3 separate regions of the Mus musculus genome follow, and all the other regions are linked to region 3. The links are chromatin contacts, called in public HiChIP or PLAC-seq maps. All regions are on one chromosome and are shown on one strand. The core of a region is the stretch at or near the end of the contact, and the rest is flanking DNA. Distances in the headings are between cores, read along the strand shown. Region 1 has its middle 5.3 kb from the start of Sit1. Region 2 overlaps Atp8b5 (ATPase, class I, type 8B, member 5). Region 3 holds the start of Fam214b (family with sequence similarity 214, member B).

Region 1 (2,700 bases), core at 189-2,688, 440 kb before region 3:
GCTAGGGATTATTAAAATGAGGAAAACATGGAGTCCTGTGGAGGAATTCAGAGATAAAAATGACTCAACAGGTACCGAGTAGAAAACAGTCCAGCAGGGGGCACCACAAGGCAAAGGAGAGGAGGCTTCTATAGAGTTGCTGCCCCCCTACCCCCCACCCCCGCGATAAAGGCGATAGAAAGGAAAGGAGCAAGATGAGTCCGGTGGCCTGACAGAAGCCAGTCGTGCCAAGGAGCTTGGATTTCCTGCTTCTGGCGAGGTGGAAAAGAGTGAAAAACGGAGTGAAGCAAGGAATAAGCTCCAGTGGTCGCCGTGTGGGCTGGAGGCCTGTAGGATGGAGCTCGGAAGGGCCCTTACAAAGATGTCAGAAACATCGAACAATGTCTCAGTAGGCATGGGGACAAGGTGATGGATTAGAAATATTTCGGTTTTAAAACAAAGTGGCATCCACTATACACCCATCTTTGTGGTCCCATCACAGAATATAGCCCAGTTCTATACTGTTCAAGCTTTCGCCAACTCTCCCGGTGGCAACACACTGCTCTGTTTAACCAATCCTTGCACCAATCCTCCAACTTTTCTGTAGCCCATCTGTGATCCACCCCACTCTGGAAAAAAGTCCAACTCCTTCTTAGCTCCAGCATCCCATAGCAGAACGGAGGGGGGAGGGGGGAAGAAATCGCCTTCAGCCTGAGCTCCAGCGCCACCAACCTTTTTGGTGTTTGAAGGACATAAGAAAGAGAAAGCAAGCCGGGCATGGTGGCGCACGCCTTTAATCCCAGCAATCCCAGCACTCGGAAGGCAGAGGCAGGTGGATTTCTGAGTTCTAGGCCTGCCTGGTCTACAAAGTGAGTTCCAGGACAGCCAGGGCTATACAGAGAAACCATGTCTCAAAAAAACAAAAACAAACAGAAAAAGAAAGAGGAAGCAGAGGTTTTCATTTCTACACTTTTCTCCTTTCCATTTGCAAAGTCCCAAAGACATCCAGAGAGTAGGGAACCTTCCGTGAGAAGGATGGTACTGGGGTGCTTCTGGTCTCTGTACCGTTGAGGATGCCAACTTGGATCTCTCTAAGGGACACCTAGGTCGCAATCAAGGTCAGGCAATTGTGTGGGAGGGAGGAAGGATGGTTTGGGGGCAGACACCGGAAGGAGGGAACCACAGCATCGGGATGTGGGCTTTTGAGTGGGGCTGTGCTTCTGAAACTGGTTCAGAGTCCGCACCCGAAGGACGTGAGAGAGTTTAGGCTTCGAAGAGGAGCTGATCGGAATAGCACACTGGCACTAGCAGGAACCAGGGCTGAATGCTCTAAGGCTCAGGAAGCTGATTTAGAACCCCAGACTGGTCTCAGCACGAACTCAAAGCCTTCAGAACTAAGTAAGCTCCAGTGCCCCCTCCAGACGTAAAGAGGCAGCGCCATCACCTCTGCGCAGGCGTGATGAGGCCTGGCCCATAGCATCCTGGGAATTGTAGTCCCCTGGTTTGGCGTTGCCCATGACTCCAGCCCAGGGCCTTATTGGAGTTGGGCAAACATCGCTTATAACTGAGTTCCTGTTTGTTTGTTTGGTTGGTTGGTTGGTTGGTTGGTTGTTGTTGTTTTATGTGTAGCCCCAATGGCGTGTGTTCTGAATTTTATTTTTCTTTCAATCTCTGAAGCCTGTGTTCTATGTGTTCTCTTTATCCCTCCCTATCCTCTCAGTGCTAACCAAACCCAGGGACCTCATTCATGCTAAGCAATTGATCAGTGATATACCACTGAACCACGCTCATTGCCTGCCTCTCTCTCTCTCTCTCTCTCTCTCTCCTCTCTCTCTCTCTCCTCTCTCTCCTTCTCCCTCCTTCTCCCTCCTTCTCCCTCCTTCTCCCTCCCTCTCCCTCTCTCTCTCTCTCTCTCTCTTTCTTTCTTTCTTTCTTTCTTTCTTTCTTTCTTTCTTTCTTTCTTTCTTTCTCTTTCCTTCCTTCCTTTCTCTCTTCCTTCCTCCCTTTCCTTTCTTTCTCTCTTTCCTCCCTTCATTCCTTCCTTTTTCCTTCTTCTTCTTCCTTTCTTTCTTTCTTTTCTTCCTTTTTTATTTTGTTATTGTTTTTCAACACAATGTTTCTCTGCATAGTTCTGGCTGTTCTGGAACTTGCTTTGTAGACCAGTCAGGCCTTAAACTAAAAGATCCATAGCCGGGCGTGGTGGCGCACGCCTTTAATCCCAGCTCTTGGGAGGCAGAGGCAGGCGGATTTCTGAGTTCGAGGCCAGCCTGGTCTACAAAGTGAGTTCCAGGACAGCCAGAGCTACACAGAGAAACCCTGTCTCGAAAAACCAAAAACGAAAAAAAAAAAAACGAAAAAAAAAAAGAAAAACTAAAAGATCCGCCTGCTTCTTTCTCTCAAGTGCTGGGATTAAAGGCGTGTGCCACTATGTGTGGCTTTTTCCCTCTTTTTTTATTTGTCTTCTCTCATCTCTATCATTAAGGCTTACGCTCTGGCACAAATTCTAAGCACTTAACAAGCAAACTAAGACAACTCCCTTTCTAGTTCCTAAACCAAAGAACATAACCACACCTCTCCGGTTAGTCACCTCACCTGACCCAGTACAAGCCGACAGTTCCAAGTTCCTTTCTTTGTGGATTCTTTGGCATGTGTGGCACACACACACACACACACACACACACACACACACACACACACACACGGTGTATCATGTCAGCCAGG
Region 2 (2,700 bases), core at 97-2,596, 310 kb before region 3:
ATAGAGACTGACAACTGGAAGGTTTTGTTGTTGTTGTTTGGGTAAAGCACAGGCTGTTTTCCCATCCCTTACCCCAGCTCTTTGGCTGGATGGGAATAAGATGGCAGCTGGTAGGTAAGTTAGCTGTACTCAAGTCAGGTGGTTAAGGGCTCAGGGTTGGGTCTAGCAGACAGTGATAGGACGAGGGATACCCTCAAGGCAGGGATGGAGATTCTAAGAAGAGAGGTTTAAAATCAAACCCATTCATAAGAACTGAGTTCCAACACTGGGAAAAACAATAAAACAAGCCAGCTAGAGATAGATAACTTTATAACTATATGGATTAGAAGTATATAGTATGCCCACAAAGGGAAAAGGCCAATAAATTTGAAAATAAATTCAAAACTCTACATGGTAAAACCATCTAGATTCATTTTATTTTATGTGTTTGAGTGTTTTGCTTGCATGTATGGAAGTGGACCACATGTATAGCTGGTGTCTGCAGAGGTTAGAAGAGTGTCAAAAACCCTGGAACTGGAGTTGTAGATAGTTGTAAACCACCATGTGGGTGCCGTGACCTGAACCCAGCTCCTCTGTAAGAGCAGCGAATGCTCTGAACTGCCAAGCCATATCTTCAGCCCCCAGAGTAAAAACATTTAAAGGCACTAAAAACTGAGCCAAAAAGATTGCTCATCAACATGAGTTTGATCCTGGGGACCCATGGCAAAAGGAAAAAACCAGTTCCTGGGGGTTGTCCCCTGACCTCTGTGTGCACATACATTTTATAACTCCGTGAATAGACCTAAAAGGTAAGTGTTCAATAGGAGATGAGAGGGGAAAGAAGAGTACACAGAATTCCACCTAACTGATAACCACAGCGTGGAGTTAAATGATGAGAGACTGTACGGGAGCCGAGAGTACTAAGCTGCAGGGTCAGGGAAGGAGCAAGGCTCATCAGTGAGAACAACTTGTGCTGTCCATCTCAAAGAGCCGGAAAAAGGCATTCTCAATATTTTTGTGAATTTTGTTATGGTCTAAACCCTCCCCCCCCAAAATAGCTGTAACCATTTTGTTCCATGCCTGACAGCTAGTTCACATTGTTGCAGTACCATGCCTGCCAGTCATTGACACAGAGACGTGACTTGGCTCAAGGACATGCCGATCAAACACTCTGTTTTGTTCTGTATGTTCTGCGTGAGGTTTGCCAATCTTCAGACGTTTCACAAAGCTTTTATGTAAGACCCATCAAGTCAAAGGTCAGTATGAATTGTTAAGACTAAAAAATATCTTGAGTCAGAGCTGACCACTGGCAGCCCTTCCTGTACCTCCGTATGAATGAGCTCACTGTGGGTTTTGTGGCTGACACTGAAGAACCAAAAAAATTATGCTTATGTTCTGACACTCCCCACTTCCTTACTCAGGACCACTCGGCTCAAAGGTTAGCTGATAATACTTACCTAGTAAGCCATCTGCTCCTCTCCTTGCCCTTTAACCTTTTGGACCTGGTTATCCTATAAAAAGCCTACCCTGAGATCAGACTAGTTACCGAAATTTGGCTTCTGAGACTTTTTTTTTCAGTCCTGAACATTCAGTATTATGGTGTGTATTCAATAAACTATTCTTGCTTAACTTATATTGCTGTTTGTATGGTTTGTGTGGCGACTCCCAAACCCAACAAATTTTATATTATCTATCCCAACCCTATTCATCTTTCCATGTCTTCATATCTACCCTCTGCCCTTGCATCACCCACTCTTCTCTACCCTGCCCCCCAAAAAACCCCAACCAACCAAACAAACAAACAAAAAACACACCAAAAAACTAACCAAACAAAAACCATCTTGCCACAGAAGCTCCAGTGTGTCACAGTGTGTCCCACACATCTTTACTTGCAAATGTTCACTGCAGTGAGTCATTAGTCTATTCAAGGTGTCTGGCTTCTGCTACACTATCAAAGCTGGATTCTCACCAGGACTCCTTTTGGATATCCTGTTGTTGCCCTGTGCCATGGAGATCCTGCCGCTTTGGCTCTGCAGGACCAGCTCCTTCATGGTCCAGCAGTTTATAGATGGGGTAGATCTATAAACTGCTGGTGGGCCAACTCAAAGCCCTGGGCATGGGTGGTAGCTGAGTTGGTCAGCTTGCCAGCTGGCCCACACCCATACCACTCGGGCCAGCTCTTGCACTTTGCCCAAGTGAGGGGTGAAGCCATCTCTCCAGTACTGGGGCCAGCTTTCCCGCTCTCACACCCGGAGGCCAGCTCTCCCACACCACCAGAGCCAGTTCTACTATGCTGCCCAGGTGAGGTATGGGTGTTCCCACTCTAACCCTCCCATCCCATTCCTAAGTGCGGCAGCAAGTGAGGAGTGGGGCTAGCTCTCCCCACCCACCCTGTGAGTATTCTGAATATTCTTAACATAAAGAAAGGATAACTGGTGAGGAGGTATATTTACCCTGACTTGAACCTTACACAATGTCTACATATGTGAAGACATTATGCAAGGCATGGTAGTGCACACCTTTAATCCCACACTCAGGAGGCAATGACAGGTGGATCTCAGTGAGTTTGAGGCAAGCCTGGTCTACAAAATGAGTTCCAGGTCAGCCAGGGTTGTTACACATAGAATCCCCGTCTCAAAAGGACAACAAAAACAAACAAAACCCAACCAAACAAAACCAGAACATTATACTGTATTCTACAAATGTCTAATTTTGTCTTCA
Region 3 (2,700 bases), core at 131-2,630:
GTTCGAGGCCAGCCTGGTCTACAGAGTGAGTTCCAGGACAGCCAGGGCTACTCAGAGAAACCCTGTCTCGAAAACCAAAAAAATTCTGCTCCTTCGTAGCAGGGAATTCAATCTTAGGGAGCTGGGGTCTTTTTTAGGGAGTTCCTCCTACTCAGTAGAGGTAAGGAGAAAGCATACTAGAGGTCTGTTGTGTACTTGTATTAATTGTAAAACCCAGAGAGGAAGTAGGGGGGGCCCTCTTTTTACAGTCCAGTAATAAACTAATGGTCCTGGGGACTCATAGCATAGGCAAAGCATTGGCTTCTACTTCCTTTGGTTCTGCTGTTTGTTCCCTGTTTCTGTGACCGACAGGGAGAAAAGGCCTGAGTTGGTGACAACCTGTCTGACTTGCTGATAAGTTCAGAAGACAAAGTAGACAAGGCTATCCATTTTCTCAGGTTATCTCGAGAGCACTCCCTGTAAAAAGTGTCTGTGAATGCCCAGTCCTCGCAAAAATTCCGTCCTGGTTATTTACAGAGCTAAGGACAAAGGTTAGGGATGCTGACTATAATGCTGCTTAATTTGGCTGGCTCTGGGCTGGGCCCGGGGCCCTGTGACTCAGGGGGAGCTTGGTGAGTTTCGAGGGAGCTGTGAGTCATGAAGACGAACTTGGTCTCCATCTGACTTTGGGCAGAAGGCCTTCTAACTCACTTCTTAGGATGCTCTGTTTCCTCGGAGCAGAGGCCTGTCAGCAAAGAGTGCTCCAAAGCCTGGTCTCGGAAGGGTTTTGAGAGTCCCTGAAATGTCAGCCTCCTGGGGTCTCTAACAAAGACAAAAAGGGGGTGGGAGAGGATGCCATCTTTCAGTATGGATAGAAATAAGGTACGACTGTAGTAGGTCTTTTTTTCCTGCTCTTGTAGAAAGCTTACTCGATAGCAACCCTTTTACCTGGAGCTGTTTCGGGATGTGGGGGCGAATGGGCTTGGGGATATGTAGGGTTGGGTTTGGTGTGACTTGGAGATTGTTGAGATTTATCTGTGAACACACTGGAGCTTCATATTAATTTACTTCAGAACAGGAAGTGTGGAGGAGAAAGGTTTGTTGAGCCCTGAGAGAATGAAGTCTGAATGGGGTTAAATGACAGGGCAGAGAATTGCTTAGGACTTGGACAGAAAAAGGGTTAAGGAGGTGGGCGGAGCGACATTGGGTAGGCCTGCCCTTATGTGGACCAATAGGCGTGCGCTCCTTGAAGAGGGCGTGACTCACGCTTGAGGTTGCTGAGAGGCTGGCCTCCACTGGGCCAATGAACATAGTTGTTGCCCATAGAGGGTGTGGTCTGAGGGGGGCGTGGCAGCCGTGGTCGCAGTGCTGGGGGTGGCTGGGCGCTGGGCGGGGCGGGCGGCCCCATCAGCTGGTAGGAAATGGCCTGTGAGTCAGAGGGGCAGCTGAGTCTGCGGCGCGGAGCCGGGGCGGCCCCGGGGAGGGACCGTCGCAGGGAGGGGTGCAACAGCAGCTAGAGGGGCTGCGGACGCCAGAGCCCGCTAGTGTTGCACACGAAGCTGATCAGGGAAGGGCCAAGCAGAGCAAGGCTCTCAGCCTAAGCCACCCTTTGTCTGGGTTGGGGGCCCGTAGTAGGGGGGACTGGTTATCCGAGGGGAGGGACCGGGACGGGGACGGGACCGGGACGGAAGGGCCCGGAGCAGCGGCCACCGCGGCGGAGCCAATTTGGGAGCGGGGTGAGTGTGTACTAGGTGGAAGGATCAGATCTCCAAAACCTCTGCAGGGTATGGGGCCTGTCCCAGACTGTGAAGAAGGGATGAGAACCGACCTGGGAGGCTAAGCAGGGGGTGGGAGGAATCGTCCAGAACAAGGAGTCCAGGAGTCAAGGTGAGTCTCCCCGTCTGAGTTTGGAGGGGTTTCTGAGGTCTGCTCCCTCTCTATTAAAGGTGAAGGGCTCTAGGCCAGAGTGAGAGCGAGTGTGAAAGCAGAGATTAACCTTTCTACTCAGAACAGTGGTCTTGGGAACAGTCACCCTAGCGTGTGTAGACTTGTGTGAGGACAAAATGTACAGCAGTGAGCAGCAGGACTCTGCCCAGGATAAGAGTGGAAAACACATGGGTAGGAATTCTTACCCTAACCTTCCTTAGGGTAAAAATGGGTGTCTTGAGAGTGAAGGGAAGGATAGAATGAGCCTAGGTGTTCTTCTTGTACCACAACCTCTCCCACCTCCCAGGTCTAACAAGTATCTGAGGGTACAGACCTCATGGTATTCTGGGACTTGTTGTTTTTGCTGGCCTTGCTCTCGGCATGTTGGGAGCTGTAGTCCTTGGCAGCCACAGTCTGGCACAGCTGTTTAATGCCAGCTGCTGCCCATCCCCAGCATGGAGGGCGAGGTTTGGCTTATACTGGCTTGTCCCTTCTCCCGGCAGTCCTACCCCATGAGTCAGCTTGAAGCTGGGTGGCAGAGGAGTGAGTCTTCGAGCGTCTCTGGGCAGGGAGGGAACTAATAGGACTCTGGATTAATGAGCAGATGCCAGCATGCTGGGGTCAAGTAGGGCATCATGTCATCACCTGGCTTCCTCGAGGCAAGGGCTCAGGAGGGCAACTGAGATGACCTGGAAATTGGGGTGCTCAGGAAAACGCCCTTCTTGAACTTTAAAGCTTGGGTGGAGACTAGGAGGGGAAGAAAGGAGAACAGGTCATACTCTCACGACACTGCTA

What was found. HiChIP or PLAC-seq counts read pairs in DNA pulled down with a chosen protein or histone mark.
Region 1: a contact with region 3 is called in an H3K27ac HiChIP or PLAC-seq map of microglia, with 10 times the contacts expected there. The contact joins the enhancer-like site here to the promoter of Fam214b in region 3. A contact is called at or near these places in 16 of 39 promoter capture datasets (the C10 cell line, the HPC-7 cell line, cranial neural crest and 10 more), 3 of 15 datasets of contacts at CTCF or cohesin (the NIH/3T3 cell line, embryonic stem cells and pro-B cells), 38 of 484 Hi-C or Micro-C datasets (B cells, the Ba/F3 cell line, the C2C12 cell line and 14 more), 28 of 115 datasets of contacts at active chromatin or transcription factors (the 230-238 cell line, Th17 cells, bone marrow-derived macrophages and 16 more) and 5 of 9 other capture datasets (adipose tissue, embryonic stem cells, liver and 2 more).
Region 2: a contact with region 3 is called in an H3K4me3 HiChIP or PLAC-seq map of bone marrow-derived macrophages, with 4 times the contacts expected there. The contact joins the enhancer-like site here to the promoter of Fam214b in region 3. A contact is called at or near these places in 13 of 39 promoter capture datasets (the 3T3-L1 cell line, the C10 cell line, cranial neural crest and 6 more), 1 of 484 Hi-C or Micro-C datasets (cortical neurons), 8 of 115 datasets of contacts at active chromatin or transcription factors (astrocytes, bone marrow-derived macrophages, differentiating embryonic stem cells and 1 more) and 2 of 9 other capture datasets (adipose tissue and pancreatic islet).

The regions. Positions count from the first base shown.
Region 1 is chr4:43,477,074-43,479,773 of GRCm38.p6, reverse strand. No RefSeq gene overlaps it. Among named protein-coding and RNA genes, the nearest start is that of Sit1, 5.3 kb to the left of the region's middle. Within about 2 kb of position 1,438, at least 219 of the 459 cell types and tissues checked have an H3K27ac peak or open chromatin away from gene starts, as enhancers often do. A contact at or near this core is called in B cells, the Ba/F3 cell line, the G1E-ER4 cell line and 22 more, where this site is marked.
Region 2 is chr4:43,348,852-43,351,551 of GRCm38.p6, reverse strand. The region is part of intron 15 of Atp8b5 (ATPase, class I, type 8B, member 5); the gene reads right to left. Among named protein-coding and RNA genes, the nearest start is that of Gm46851, 10 kb to the right of the region's middle. Within about 2 kb of position 1,346, at least 18 of the 459 cell types and tissues checked have an H3K27ac peak or open chromatin away from gene starts, as enhancers often do. A contact at or near this core is called in bone marrow-derived macrophages, where this site is marked.
Region 3 is chr4:43,038,981-43,041,680 of GRCm38.p6, reverse strand. Fam214b (family with sequence similarity 214, member B) reads left to right here and starts at 1,380. Exons shown (of 9, transcript NM_001253353.1): 1 at 1,380-1,715.